3 separate regions of the Mus musculus genome follow, and regions 1 and 3 are each linked to region 2. The links are chromatin contacts, called in public HiChIP or PLAC-seq maps. All regions are on one chromosome and are shown on one strand. Each heading gives the region's core, a stretch centred on a gene start, on an enhancer-like site or on the middle of the called end of the contact. The rest is flanking DNA. Distances are from core to core; before and after follow the strand shown. Region 1 overlaps Hrh1 (histamine receptor H1). Region 2 has its middle 43 kb from the start of Gm38876. Region 3 has its middle 6.6 kb from the start of Gm24008.

Evidence for each region. HiChIP or PLAC-seq counts read pairs in DNA pulled down with a chosen protein or histone mark.
Region 1: a contact with region 2 is called in a FOXA1 HiChIP or PLAC-seq map of pancreatic cancer cells. The contact joins two enhancer-like sites. A contact is called at or near these places in 1 of 115 datasets of contacts at active chromatin or transcription factors (pancreatic cancer cells) and 2 of 9 other capture datasets (embryonic stem cells and liver).
Region 3: a contact with region 2 is called in a FOXA1 HiChIP or PLAC-seq map of pancreatic cancer cells. The contact joins two enhancer-like sites. A contact is called at or near these places in 2 of 39 promoter capture datasets (cranial neural crest and embryonic stem cells) and 1 of 115 datasets of contacts at active chromatin or transcription factors (pancreatic cancer cells).

The regions. Positions count from the first base shown.
Region 1 is chr6:114,420,376-114,424,620 of GRCm38.p6, reverse strand. The region is part of intron 1 of Hrh1 (histamine receptor H1); the gene reads right to left. Among named protein-coding and RNA genes, the nearest start is that of Hrh1, 25 kb to the right of the region's middle. Within about 2 kb of position 2,765, at least 26 of the 459 cell types and tissues checked have an H3K27ac peak or open chromatin away from gene starts, as enhancers often do. A contact at or near this core is called in pancreatic cancer cells, where this site is marked.
Region 2 is chr6:114,986,398-114,990,353 of GRCm38.p6, reverse strand. No RefSeq gene overlaps it. Among named protein-coding and RNA genes, the nearest start is that of Gm38876, 43 kb to the right of the region's middle. Within about 2 kb of position 1,898, at least 112 of the 459 cell types and tissues checked have an H3K27ac peak or open chromatin away from gene starts, as enhancers often do. A contact at or near this core is called in pancreatic cancer cells, where this site is marked.
Region 3 is chr6:115,715,225-115,719,142 of GRCm38.p6, reverse strand. No RefSeq gene overlaps it. Among named protein-coding and RNA genes, the nearest start is that of Gm24008, 6.6 kb to the left of the region's middle. Within about 2 kb of position 1,267, at least 261 of the 459 cell types and tissues checked have an H3K27ac peak or open chromatin away from gene starts, as enhancers often do. A contact at or near this core is called in pancreatic cancer cells, where this site is marked.

The sequences.
Region 1 (4,245 bases), core at 1,516-4,015, 570 kb after region 2:
TTTTAGGTAAATTTAGATCTACAGTAAAGTAAAAACCTGTCCTCGGGTGAACTTTCAAGGAGAATCCCCTACTTACCATCTGATGCCCATGCGTGCGTATGATTAAAATCAGATGCATCAGGGAGGGGGTGCGCACAGTAGGGAAATAAGTACACAGCCCCACTTCTCATCAAAAGAGAGACCCACCCTCACCACGGCCCTTGGTAACCAAACGCCTCCTCTCGCATGCAGTCAAAGGAAGCCCTAAACAATATTCAGGGCTCTGGAGTCCCCTCACTGATTATTAGACATTATGACAATGTATCTCTAATCTATACTACTACTCGACTCTGAGTGATGTATCTTCTTTTGCCACACTGAGTAAGCCTTGGCTAAGAACCTGGAAAGAGCCTGTGCAGACCTGACCATGGTAACATCCATACAGACTTCCTCCTTTCAGGTGTGGCAATCCACACCCTACCAGACCTATGGTTTTACCGTCCTGTTTAACCTCTGTGGTTTTGTCAGGAGGCCCTAGAGCTGCTACAGCCCCTTTCTGAGCACCTCACCTACATGTCTGTTTCTGCCTGTCCCGCTTGCCTCTCTAGCTCAGAGCAGGCATCTTCACAACGACCATATTAACCTGCAAGAAGCCTGTGACTCGGGAGAGACCAGGACACTCTCCTTGTAAAGTTGGCCCTGGGCACCTAGTTCTGGACCAGAGATGGAAAGGTGGCTTCCTCTTCCCCCAGGCCAAGGAGAACCACCGCTTGCAAGCAGTAAACCCAGATCCTCCCTCCATCTCTCAGAGTCAGGAGTCAGTACTACGAGCCACTCTGAGCTGGACCCAGCCTTCTCTAGACTCAGCATGCCTCTCAGCACCTCTGTTTTCCCTCATTGTGAAAGGATAATGGTAGAGCTACTGCCATGTCCTAAGGCTGGTCAGGAGTGATGGTTACACTATCACAGTTACAATGTCTAAGAGTGTTGGCATGGTGACCCCACCGCTTTCCCTCATGTTGAGGCAAATAATGTCTATTCCTTCAGCTACACTTGGCAGGAAATAAGCGATCCATCTCCTTGACAGCCCTAATAAATCTAAAGCCCTAGTTGCCACACCCCAAGTGCACATATCTCCCACGGCAGGAGAAGGAAAGGGTGGGACTCTCCCAAGCCCTCCTAGACTTCAGGGCTCTGGGGCAGAAAGGGCCTTAAAACAGGGCTAGGTCTTGCTGGGAGGAGCGAGGACCCAGGCTATGCAATCCTGAGAGCTGTGATGAAACTGAGTGGAGAAGGAAATGCCAGAGGGTGGCTGGAATTGGGCAGAGACTCAGCCCTCTTCATGGCACAGCACTGAACAGATCAGACCCCAGACCAGTGGGGACACTGGGTGTGGGCCAGAGCTACGTGTCCATCTGTTACTCTTAGTATTCAGTGAACAACTCTTGCGGTACCAGCTTCACATCCAGGAGGTACACAGCAGGTGCCAGGGACAGCGAGGCAGATAAGACAGTATTTGCTCCAAAGGCCCCAGTACACACATCGCCTGCAGTGCCCGGTGTGGTGAGGGTTGGAAATGAAGCTGCTAACTCCTTTGAAGAACTAGGGAAAGCTTCCTGGAGGAGGTGGCTGGTGAGACAGAACCTGATTGATACTGCCTGGGCCGGTGATGCATAGAGACTCGCTAGTGCACATCCTGGCACTGTATCCGGGACTCTGCTCTCTCTGCTGAGCCTCTGGGATGCCCGGGACGTCCTCAGGCCCAGGCACTAGACTGTTTTCATGACCCCCAGGATAGATATCTGAGGTGGGTATGCAGGGAGTACCGGCCATCTGTTGCAAGTGTTGTCTCGTTTGATTCTTTAGTGAGCACTGTTTCCTTGGATTAAAAACTCAGTGCAACTGAAAAGCAATGTCAGAAGTCCCAGGGAGAAGTCCCCTGACAGTTGGTCTGTCCCAGTAAGTCCAATTGGAGACTGTGACCTGGGCTCACTGGGAAACATTCCCCCCTCTTACTATTCATGCCTGACTCCATGGAAACGGGTTCTTGTTCTGGGAATAATGTGTACCCATGTAGGGAAAGGTCATGTTCATACCCAGGTATGGACAGGGCAGGAAGCACTTTATTTACCTGTTTAGGAAAAAGGGGTGACACTCAGCAGAACCAAACAGTTCATGTTTAGAGTAAACTGGTGCTGCCTCTGAGCTGTGTGACTTGGAAAAAGTTGCTCAGTCTCTCTGTGCCTCAATTTCTTCATCTGTACAATGGGGACAATAGCAGTACCTGACGTGTAGGTTGTGTGGGGACTGCGGAGTTTGTGCATGTGATGCAGCATGTATAGGTAGCAGTGCTGGCCAGCAAGCATGCTTCATGGAACTGCACTCTTATGCCGAGGTAGAACACACTAGGCAACAGCTCTGTCATTGAGCTGCACCCCAGTTCTTCATGTTCTAATCTCTGCATCCCAGTCTGCACTCCAGGGTCTAACCTAGTGAGTGTCAAGTGTCTGTTCATTTCAGCATCCAGACAAGAGTTTGGCTGTACCCTCACTGTGAGGCCCCTGCAGACCAGGCAGCAGCACCTATACCCTAGGACCCATCCAAGATTATCCAGAGACATGCTAGCTCTGGGAAACGCAAGAGCCATTGACACCTCTCAGACTCCCTGGGCTTCAGGGTGGGTATGTTTCCTTGGTTTCATCAGAAGATCTTTGAATTCTTTAGCCCTGAGCACAGGAAGAGGGGCAGAGTACCTAGGAAGCCCTGTGAGTCAGATGAGGGAGGATCATGCATTCACGCGCATACACAAACAAATGTGCCTCTGGGTTGGTCCAGCCTAAGTTTCTCTCCATCTGTGTCTGGAACTCTGGGTACAGGTAAGTCTAGACCCCAGGCAGAGCTGAAAGCTCAAAAGTCCTCAGCCTGAGTGCACCTTCCCTGCAACCTGGGGCAGCTCCCACTTCAGACACTACCCAGTATCCTGCTTCTGCCTGAAGGTCACTTTGGAATCATGCCAGCCCTCCCCAGTCCATCATGGGAGTGCAGACATGCCGATCTCCATAACTTCTGCTACAGACCCAACAGACCCTCAGACCCAGGGCTCTGCTCACTCAGCCTCCCTGCCTCGTCACTTTGCAAAGGTGGGCTGGGCTGGACATGATGGCACCAGAGCTTTCTGATGAATGGAAACAGTGTCTCAGGATGGGAACATCAGGGATGCAGGAGTGGGGTGGGCCTTCCATCTTCCTCAGGTTTCCTCCACAGTTCCCAGAATTTCCAATCAAAGAGCAGTGATGAGCATTGAGAGGAAAAGAGAGGGAAGAAGTTCTCATTGGGATTTCCCAAGACTGGGTGTGTCCTGGGATACAGGGAGTGGCAGCAGAGAGACAGATGCCAGACACAGTTATGAATCATAATGCAAATATCTGATATGTGACTCCAAAGGGGTTGTGACCCACAGGTTAATAGCCACTGCCATAAGGGCTGAGCCTCCAGAACATGGTGCTAAGACATGCACAAAACTAAATCCATCAACATTCAGTTATGAGCAGGGATGAGTTTATAAGGCCCAGCCCTCCCTGAGAACTGACTGGCAGCTAATGGTTACTTGGGGTGGAGTATCATTCTGGTGGTGTAGCCATAGGTAGCTTGCCCTTCCTTGGGTAAATGACCCTCCCCCGACCCACCCAGGTACATGCAGGCAACTCTAGCTAAACACTTCGGAGACGAAATAGACTTGGAGTGAGAGGGGGCTCAGGGGGGAGATAACGGAGAAAATGATCAAAGTACATTGCATATTAAGCATGGAACTGAGAGAGATGAAAATAGATGGATACAGGTTAAAATAAATAATAAAATAGAACGCTGGGCCAAGTGGCTGAAGGCACAGGTCACAAAGCACCTAATGTCGAGTGACTCTGCTTACGTGAAGCATTCAGAGCAGGCAGATCTGTCTGGATGACCGGCACTGGTCGGCAGCTGCCACAGAAAGGGTGGAGTGGTGTGGTACAGGGGGTAGGTACGGCTATAGTAGGTGGGAGCTTGCTTTGCAGGGGTGGGGGGTGATGAAAACACTCTAAATTAGACTGTGTTTAAAGTCACGTATCACTACGAATAAGCTGAAAACCACCACATCACGCACTTCAAATGGATGAGTAGTTGGGTGTGTGAACTGCCCCTTAAAACAGCTGCTGAGTAGAAAGGGTTCTATAGACTTGATCTAAGGACAGTGAGTGCGTTTAGAATGAAGTTGGGACTCACAATTCC
Region 2 (3,956 bases), core at 649-3,148:
TTTTTATTGTTATAAGCCATTGTGTCACAGCATTTTCTTAAAACAGCCAAATGGATGAAGATAAAACTTCAAAGGGAGAGTGGTAAGGTCAGGCTCAGGGCACGCCCTCTGTCTGGGACCTGTAGGTTCTAGCTGTGGGACAGTGGCATGTGGCCATTCAATGGAAAACACTCCTTCTCTGCTCTTGGTACAGCTGGCAAGTCCTGTGCCAACCTTACCTTACAATTAACAGCTGTTCATCCTTCATTGTTGCTGTTGGAAGGAGGAAGCTGGTGGGCCAGGTCTGTTGGGCCAGTTCTGAGGTGAGCACTCGCCTCAGACAAAAGGGCTGTTGTACCCATTGGTTCTCTGTGCCTTCCAAGCTACTAAGAGAGCTCTCCCTGGCCCTGTTTTCTCCAGGAAGTTCCCTGCATGTGCACAGAGCACCCGTCTAATCAAAGCATAAGGTGCCCCAACCTGTTTTAAGTGTCTACTTAGCCATGAACACATCAGTGGGTTTCGTGTTTCTGCTTAATTAAATATGTATGCTGTTGTAAATTGAGAAAAATTACAGCCATAAGCACACCAGCTCTGGAGAAAACAAGCTAGTGAGCTGGCCAGGACCGTGTCTGTGAGTCTATAAACCAGTGGTTTGGGCCATCAAATCTGCACTAGCCGTTTGCTTTTCTATGTGGGTTTTGTTGTTGTTTAGGTATTTTGTTTATTTTTATGTGAGTATGTGTGTAGCATATATACATGCGTGTGAGCCCTGGGTGCGGAGGCCAGAGGAAGGTAGAGGTCCTGCTCCTTTGCTGTCCACCATATTCCTTCAAGCCAGGGTCTCTCACTGAACCTAGAGCTAGGCTGGCAGCCAGCAAGTCTCAGTGGCTCTCCCATCTCTGTCCTCTGCAGCCCTGGGTTACACGCCCATGCAGAGACATGTCCACCTTTTACACGGGTGCTGGCTATTCACCCAGGCTCTCTCTCAGGCTTGCAAGGCAGGCCCTCTTCACTGCTAAGCCAGCTCACCTCCCCAGCCTTCTGTTTGTCCTGGTATCTGTTAATTTTTTTTAAAGCAAATTATATTTCGGAAACTTCGGAGTCACTAAGCCTTAGCTTTGTGACACTGAGTGAGGCTGTTAGTCCTAGGAAGCCACATTCTCCTCTGGGAGATCTTCTGCACTTGGCAGAACTCTCAAGATTAGCTTCGTGCATGTGAAACCCATAGCAAGGTCCTTGGCCTTGGCCTGGGGTGCTCTTAGTAGTATTAACATCAGAACACTCTGTTTAGCTCATGAAACACCAGGAGGGCTAGGCTGGGCTGGAAAATGTGGGGGTATCCTGCCTAGAATTCCCCCATTAGCAGAAGAGGCAGCTGAAGTCATGCAGAGAGGGGGACCCAGGGTCATATGGAGACACAAAGGTCCCACAGAATCCCAGCCCTGGTGGCTCTCCACTGGCTCTGCTGTTTTCTTCTGCAAACCCTGGCCTCTCTAAAATGCCCACATGCCTCCCCGGAGGCCATAGGCTAGTGCCTGTGCTCTCTTCTCTTTTGGTAGTCAGCCAAGAGGAACAAACTTGCAGTGACTCACCAGGTGAGCCAGTCCCCAGCGACTCTTCCTGTTATACAAAACACTCCTCTCTGACTGTGCCCACAGTTTGTATTCCCTGTTATTTCTATTCGTCCCTTCTGTTTGGAGAATCCATAAAGTGTGTATGTGTGTGTTGTGGGGGATGTGGAAGGGGGGTACCTACCCTAACACAAGACTACAGCCTGACATGCTAACCTTGTGGCCACCTGGAAGAGAAAAAGACTGGGTAGGCAGGTTGGCATGAGTTCAAGGTAGGGGCTGATGGCCGCCTCAGGGCATCGTGGAGCAGGTTTGGGCGGTAGTAGGGAGGGAGGGAGGGACTTGTCAGCTCTTGTCTGTGTGCTCAGCCTGCTCTCTGGGGAGAAAGAGACACCTGGCATATGCCAAAGGCTGGAGCACACAAAGGAACCCAGGAGGACCTTGGGGGTAGCATTGTTTCTCCAATTTGAGGCTCTCTTTTATTGTTTACAACACGCCATGTGCTTTTAAACTCCTGGTTGGCTGCCCCCACCACCTCCCCCATAAGCTCCTCAAATATACTGCCCCCCCCCCCCAGCACACTATCGGTTTGCACACCGCCTTCCTGCTTTGTGGCTCTGCTGGTTAGGAGTGGCTGCCTGCCCAATGGCTCTCCTGAAATCCCCATTAGGTCATCAACAGCCAATCAGAGCTTCTGATCAACTTGGCCTAACCTGTGTTTCTACCTGGGTTGACATAATCCTAAAAGCAAAGAAACTTGACAGCTTTCCTCAGCTAGCAGAGTCTTTTTACTGGCTTTTGAGAGCTTTCAAGTGCTTGCAGGGGTGTGGGGTGCGGGGGGGGGGGGGCTCCTTACTGCCTCAGGGAAATCTCTGTTGAGAGCCAATATGGAGCCCAAATCCATTCTTAGGCTCAGCTTGTGGATGGGGCTTCCCAGGAGTTAAGAGCAGATCACAGGCCCATTCAGCCGCCCTCCAGTGGCCTCTGCAGAGTCATATTATCCAGTTCAGGGCTAGCCATATGGCTCAGACGACAACATGAACTCAGACTTCAGTGCTGTATCAATCAGATACCATGGTACATACTACAACTCCAGCACCTAGAACATGGAGACAGCAACATGAGAAGCTCCGGGTCATGTTCTGTCTTCTACTGTCAAGCTTACAAGCATCCTTTGAGACCAGACCCAAGCCCAGTCCAAGCTGGGAGTACAATGGTGCACACCTTGGTCCCTGCACTTGAGAGGCAAAGGCAGACAGATCTATGGGAGTTTGAAGCTAGCCTGGTCTACATAGCAAGACCCAGGAGAGCCAGGGCTATGTAGAGAGACTCAGTCTTTAAAAGAAAAAAAAAAAAGAGTTAAGGGTCACCATCACAGTGAGTGATGGGACATGAAGGCCATTGTCTCCGCCATTTCCATCAGTCCTGGGGTTCACTGTGCTGAGGTCAGGGATCTTGTTTCCCTGACTTTCTATCCCCGCCAGGAACTAACTGTGGACAACAGCCAAGCTAGGTTCAGACTTTCATTAAAGTGTCAGGAACCTGGCTGTAGCATTTCGTCTGACTTGATTCTCCTTCCACTCTATGTCTTCTGCTAGCCAAAGCATCAACGGTGCTCAGAAGCCAGCTGAATGGCTGTGCAACTTGAGACATATGCGCCATTTTCCCTCTAACATCAAGATGCAAAAAGTCCTTTCATCCTCAGGTACATTCGAGACCTACCACGGAAGGAGTGCCAGCGGCCAAGGACACATGAGGATGCTCATTAGGGCAGTGCAAAGCCAAGCCACTGGGGCATAATCGGTTCACGAGTACCAGTATGGCTCTCGAAGTTAAAGGCAGAGTCCTGGTACAGTGCTGGCGGGGCTGTATCACACAGTAAAGCTGCTGTAGGTGACTGTTGGGTGGCTTCACACGGCTACCAGGACTCCAGTAATCAATCCTGCTGCATCGGCCTTGAGAAGTCAGGACTACAGGCAGGCACCACTGTCTCTCTCTAGTTTGTATACATACACACATACATACATGCATACATGCAGGCATACATAGATAAATGCATACATAGGTGTGTATGTTTGTGTGTGCATGCACATGCTGATGCACGTTCAAATGCCATGGCACCACATATAGAAGTCAGAAGACAGCTTACAGAAGTGGATTCTTCCACCATGTGATTCTGGGAATCAAACTCAGGTTGTCAGACTTAGCAGCAAGCTCCTATACTTGCTGAACCATCTCACTGGCCCCAACAGCCAAGATTCGTAAATGCTGTTCCCATTGGATGGCATTTTACACTTGTTAGGTTGAGCCCATAGAGCCTATAAAAATGTTCACAGTAAACCAAAATGCTAGATGCACTGCTTAAGTTATTTATATATTTATTCTGTGCTCACAGATTCTAAGCAT
Region 3 (3,918 bases), core at 18-2,517, 730 kb before region 2:
TCTGCCTCTGCCTCTGCCTCTGCCTCCTCTGCCTCTGCCTCTGCCTCTGCCTCTGCCTCTGCCTCTGCCTCTGCCTCTGCCTCTGCCTCTGCCTCTGCCTCTGCCTCTGCCTCTGCCTCTGCCTCTGCCTCTGCCTCTGCCTCTGCCTCCCAAGGGCCACCAAGCCCCTCTCATTTCTTTAGTTTTTAAGATACAGAATCTACAGGTAGCACAGGTTGTCCTCAGACTCAAATCCTCTTGTCTCTGAAAACTGAGTGCTGGGATTAAAGGCATGCCAGACTTCTGGATACTTTTCTACGTATTCCATGATAAAAATTAAGTAGAGAGATGAGTTAGTGATTAAGTGTGCATGTTGCTCTTCCAGGGAACCCGGGTTCTGTTCCCCACACCTACATTGAGCTGCTCACAGTGACCTGCAACTCCAGTTCCAGGAAGATCCAACATGTGTGGTCTCTGAGGCCGCCTGCATCCACATGTACACGCGCGCCCATGTGTGTGTGTGTGACAGAGAGGGAAAGTCAGAGAAGGAAAGAAACAGAGGGAGAAAAGGGAGAGAGAGAGAGAGAGAGAGAGAGAGAGAGAGAGAGAGAGAGAGAGAGAGAGAGAGAGGAGGGAAGTGGAGGGAAGTGGAGGGAGTAAGTTTGAAACCATGAACTTTGCTCTTCTGGACACAAGAGGGGGTGCTAACCGGTGACCAGCTAAGGAAACCAGGTTTCCTAGCAACAGAGAAAAACATTGAGCAGGAAGTTTCTAAGATTCAGTCGATGGATTTCAGCTCTGCACCTGCTTGGGGCAAGGCTCGCTCCTGGCACCTGGAGCCTTCTGTTGAGTCTTGAGCGTCCTTGACCTTTTGTGGGAAAGTGGAGTACTCCTGAACACGAGGTCAGATCGGCAGGGCTGGGGTGCTGAGCCCTGGATCGCCTTTCTTCCCTGATCTTTTCCGTAGGACTCCAAACCCCCTGGTGTTTCCCTCAAATGAAGAGGCAATTAAGGCATGGGAAGGAGGGAGTTTGCCTGGAGCATGCTGAGACTTCAGGTTGTAAAAACAGAAAGATTTGGGTTGCAATGACCATTCTTAGGTTTGTTATTTTAACAGATAAGTATTGGGTAAATAAGTATTAGGCAAATCCTGTGGAATAGTAATAACACAGGAAGAATCCACTGTGAAGCGGCTGGGCTGGGGCTCCGTGGTAGAATGTGCGGGGCGTTGCTGCCCGGATCTTGGCTGGCCCTGTGGCACTAGCAGGAGGTGCTGAGACCTTTAAGAGGCGGGGCTTACCTGAATAGCTGTGAGATCATTGGGTGCACGTCCTCAAAGGGACTGGTTGGACCAGTCTTTGTGTGTGATAGACTTACTGGGGAGACACAACACACACACACACACACACACACACACACATCTGTTCTCTCAGAAAGGGAACCAGTCTTTGTGTGTGATAGACTTCCTGGGGAGACAAACACACACACACACACACACACACACACACACACACACACACACACACACACATCTGTTCTCTCAGAAAGGGAACCAACCCCATGACAGAACCAAGAAACATCCACACCAAGGTCCAACTTGGTTAAACTAGTGAGATTTTATTGGTCTGCTAACAGGAGTGTGGGTGAGGGGTTATTTACAGTACCAGGTGTGGCTCAAAAACAGCTGCATCACCAAAAAGCCCCAAACAGAGTGACGACTCACAAAAGCAGCAACCCTGAAGCGCTCTGTACACCATGCAGGCAGCTGACAGATCCAAGATATCTCCTCTCTGCAGCTGGGCTGCTCAGAGTCTGTTCCAACAGCTGTTTATTCCTTCTGGAAAGCTGGAGAAAGACCTTCCAGATTCTCGCAAGTTTCTGCTTTCCCAGAAGGTGACCTCTTGTTTACCTCCGTGATCTCCCAAGGGCCCCTGACCCTGGAAGGAAAGTTTGGATTCCGTGGACTCTGCCGCCCAGCTCCAGCCCTCTCCTGCCTCTCTTGCACTCACTCGGCAACCGGCCTCCTTTGGCTCCAGCTTCCATGTTTGTCCTCACCACAAACCCAAATGTCTGAAGCCATGAGCCAGAACGAAGCTTTCCTCTTTTTAATTTGGTTCTCTACAGAACTGTCAAAGAAGCAGAAATCTGGCTAACAAATGGAGAAAGAAATTGAGAAATGGATCACAGTTAAACTCCTGCACAGGGTACTCAGCACACACACCGTACAGTTCAGAGCAGCCTGCAACGCCAGCTACAGAGAGCCAAAGCACATTTCTGGCCTCTGAGGGGATCTTTTGGATGCCCACTGTTAGCATTCTGTCTAAGCTCTGCCCCACAGTTACCTGGATTGCCAGGTATGTCTGACACTCTATAAAGGGGGCTGCTTGCCCCCTCCTTTCTCTCTTGCTCTCTCTTGCTCTTGCCTTCCTGCTCCTGCTCAGTCCTCCTCATGGCCAGTCTCTACTCCCCTCCTCTCCTCCTCTCCCCTCCCCTCCCCTCTCTCTCTGCCTTTCTCCACCTCTACTACCCTAACTCCCTTCCCCATATCCTGAATAAACTCTTTTCTATACTATGGTGCTATAGCTGGTCCCTCAGGAGGAAGGGATGCCTCAGCATGGGCCCTGCGATGGCTCCTTCCCCCACACCTCACCACACAGCCATAAAACATATCCCCCCTCTTTATCTTTTAATAAACACATCACCACTACATGCATGTCTCCATTTCCCTACATGCTGATCTACATGTAATTAACAACAAAATAAGTCTGTAAGAGAAAGAGGAAAAAAATAACACCGGAGATGCATGGAGACTAAACAGGATGACATGCAAATGTCTTCCCCAATCCAATGTATAAAAGAAATATTTAAAACCATATTTTAATTTATTTTATATTTTGAGACAGCGTCTTACTTTGTAGCTCTGACTGGCTTGGGACACACTGTATAGACCAGGCTGGCCTTGAATTCACAAAGACCTGCCTGCTCTGTCTCCTGAGTGCTGGGATTAAAGGTATGCCCAACCTATCATCATTTTTATTCTTATTTTAAAAGCTTATTTTTTTAAAGGTATGAAGCTGTTTATTGTCTCTAATAACCAGATAAATTAATGTTAAAACTTTGGGGAGGGAGTAATTTCTCTAGCAAGTGAAGAAAACCACTTTAAATAAGAGCTTGCTGTTAGGGAGGAACTTACAATTGTGTTGGGGCCTCACTCTGAGAAAGCAGTCTGGCTGCCACTAGCAGGAGCCATAGAATGGCTCTCCTAGACAGTGTGGTGATGTGTACCTGTAATCCCAGCACTTGGTAGGTGTAGACAAGACGCAGAAGTTCAAGGCTACCCTTAGCATCAAATCAAGTTTGAAGTCCGTTGGACTTGCAGGCGATCCTATCTCCAGACGTCCTTCTGTGATCCAGCAACTGTGCTTCAGACATAATTGGAAATGTGGCAAAAGGTACACATGACAATATTGATGCCAGTTTTCTTTATGATGTCCCCTGACCTGAAGCAGAGAGGGAGTCAGAGAGAGAGAGAGAGACTGAGAGACAGAGACAGAGAGACAGAGATGTGGGACTCCAGAGTCAACTACCTTGGACCCATGGGGGCTCACAGACTAAACTATCAACCAAACAGCATGCAAGTGCTGAACCAGGACCCATACACATTTGTAGCAGAAATGCACCGAGGTCTTCATGCGGGTCCCCTAACAATCAGAGAGGAGGCTGTCTCTGGCTGTTGCCTACCACTGGATGTCCTTCCTGCTAATGGACTGCCTGGTTGGGTCTCAGTGGCACACCATGTGCTTAGGGCCTACTGGGACAGGATATCCCAGGGTGGGGTGGTACCCAATGGGGGTTTCCCCTTTTCTGAGAAGGAGATGGGCTAGTGGGGGAAGGGATTTGGAAGGGTGGGACTGGGAGGAGGGGTGGGGCTCAAGATCA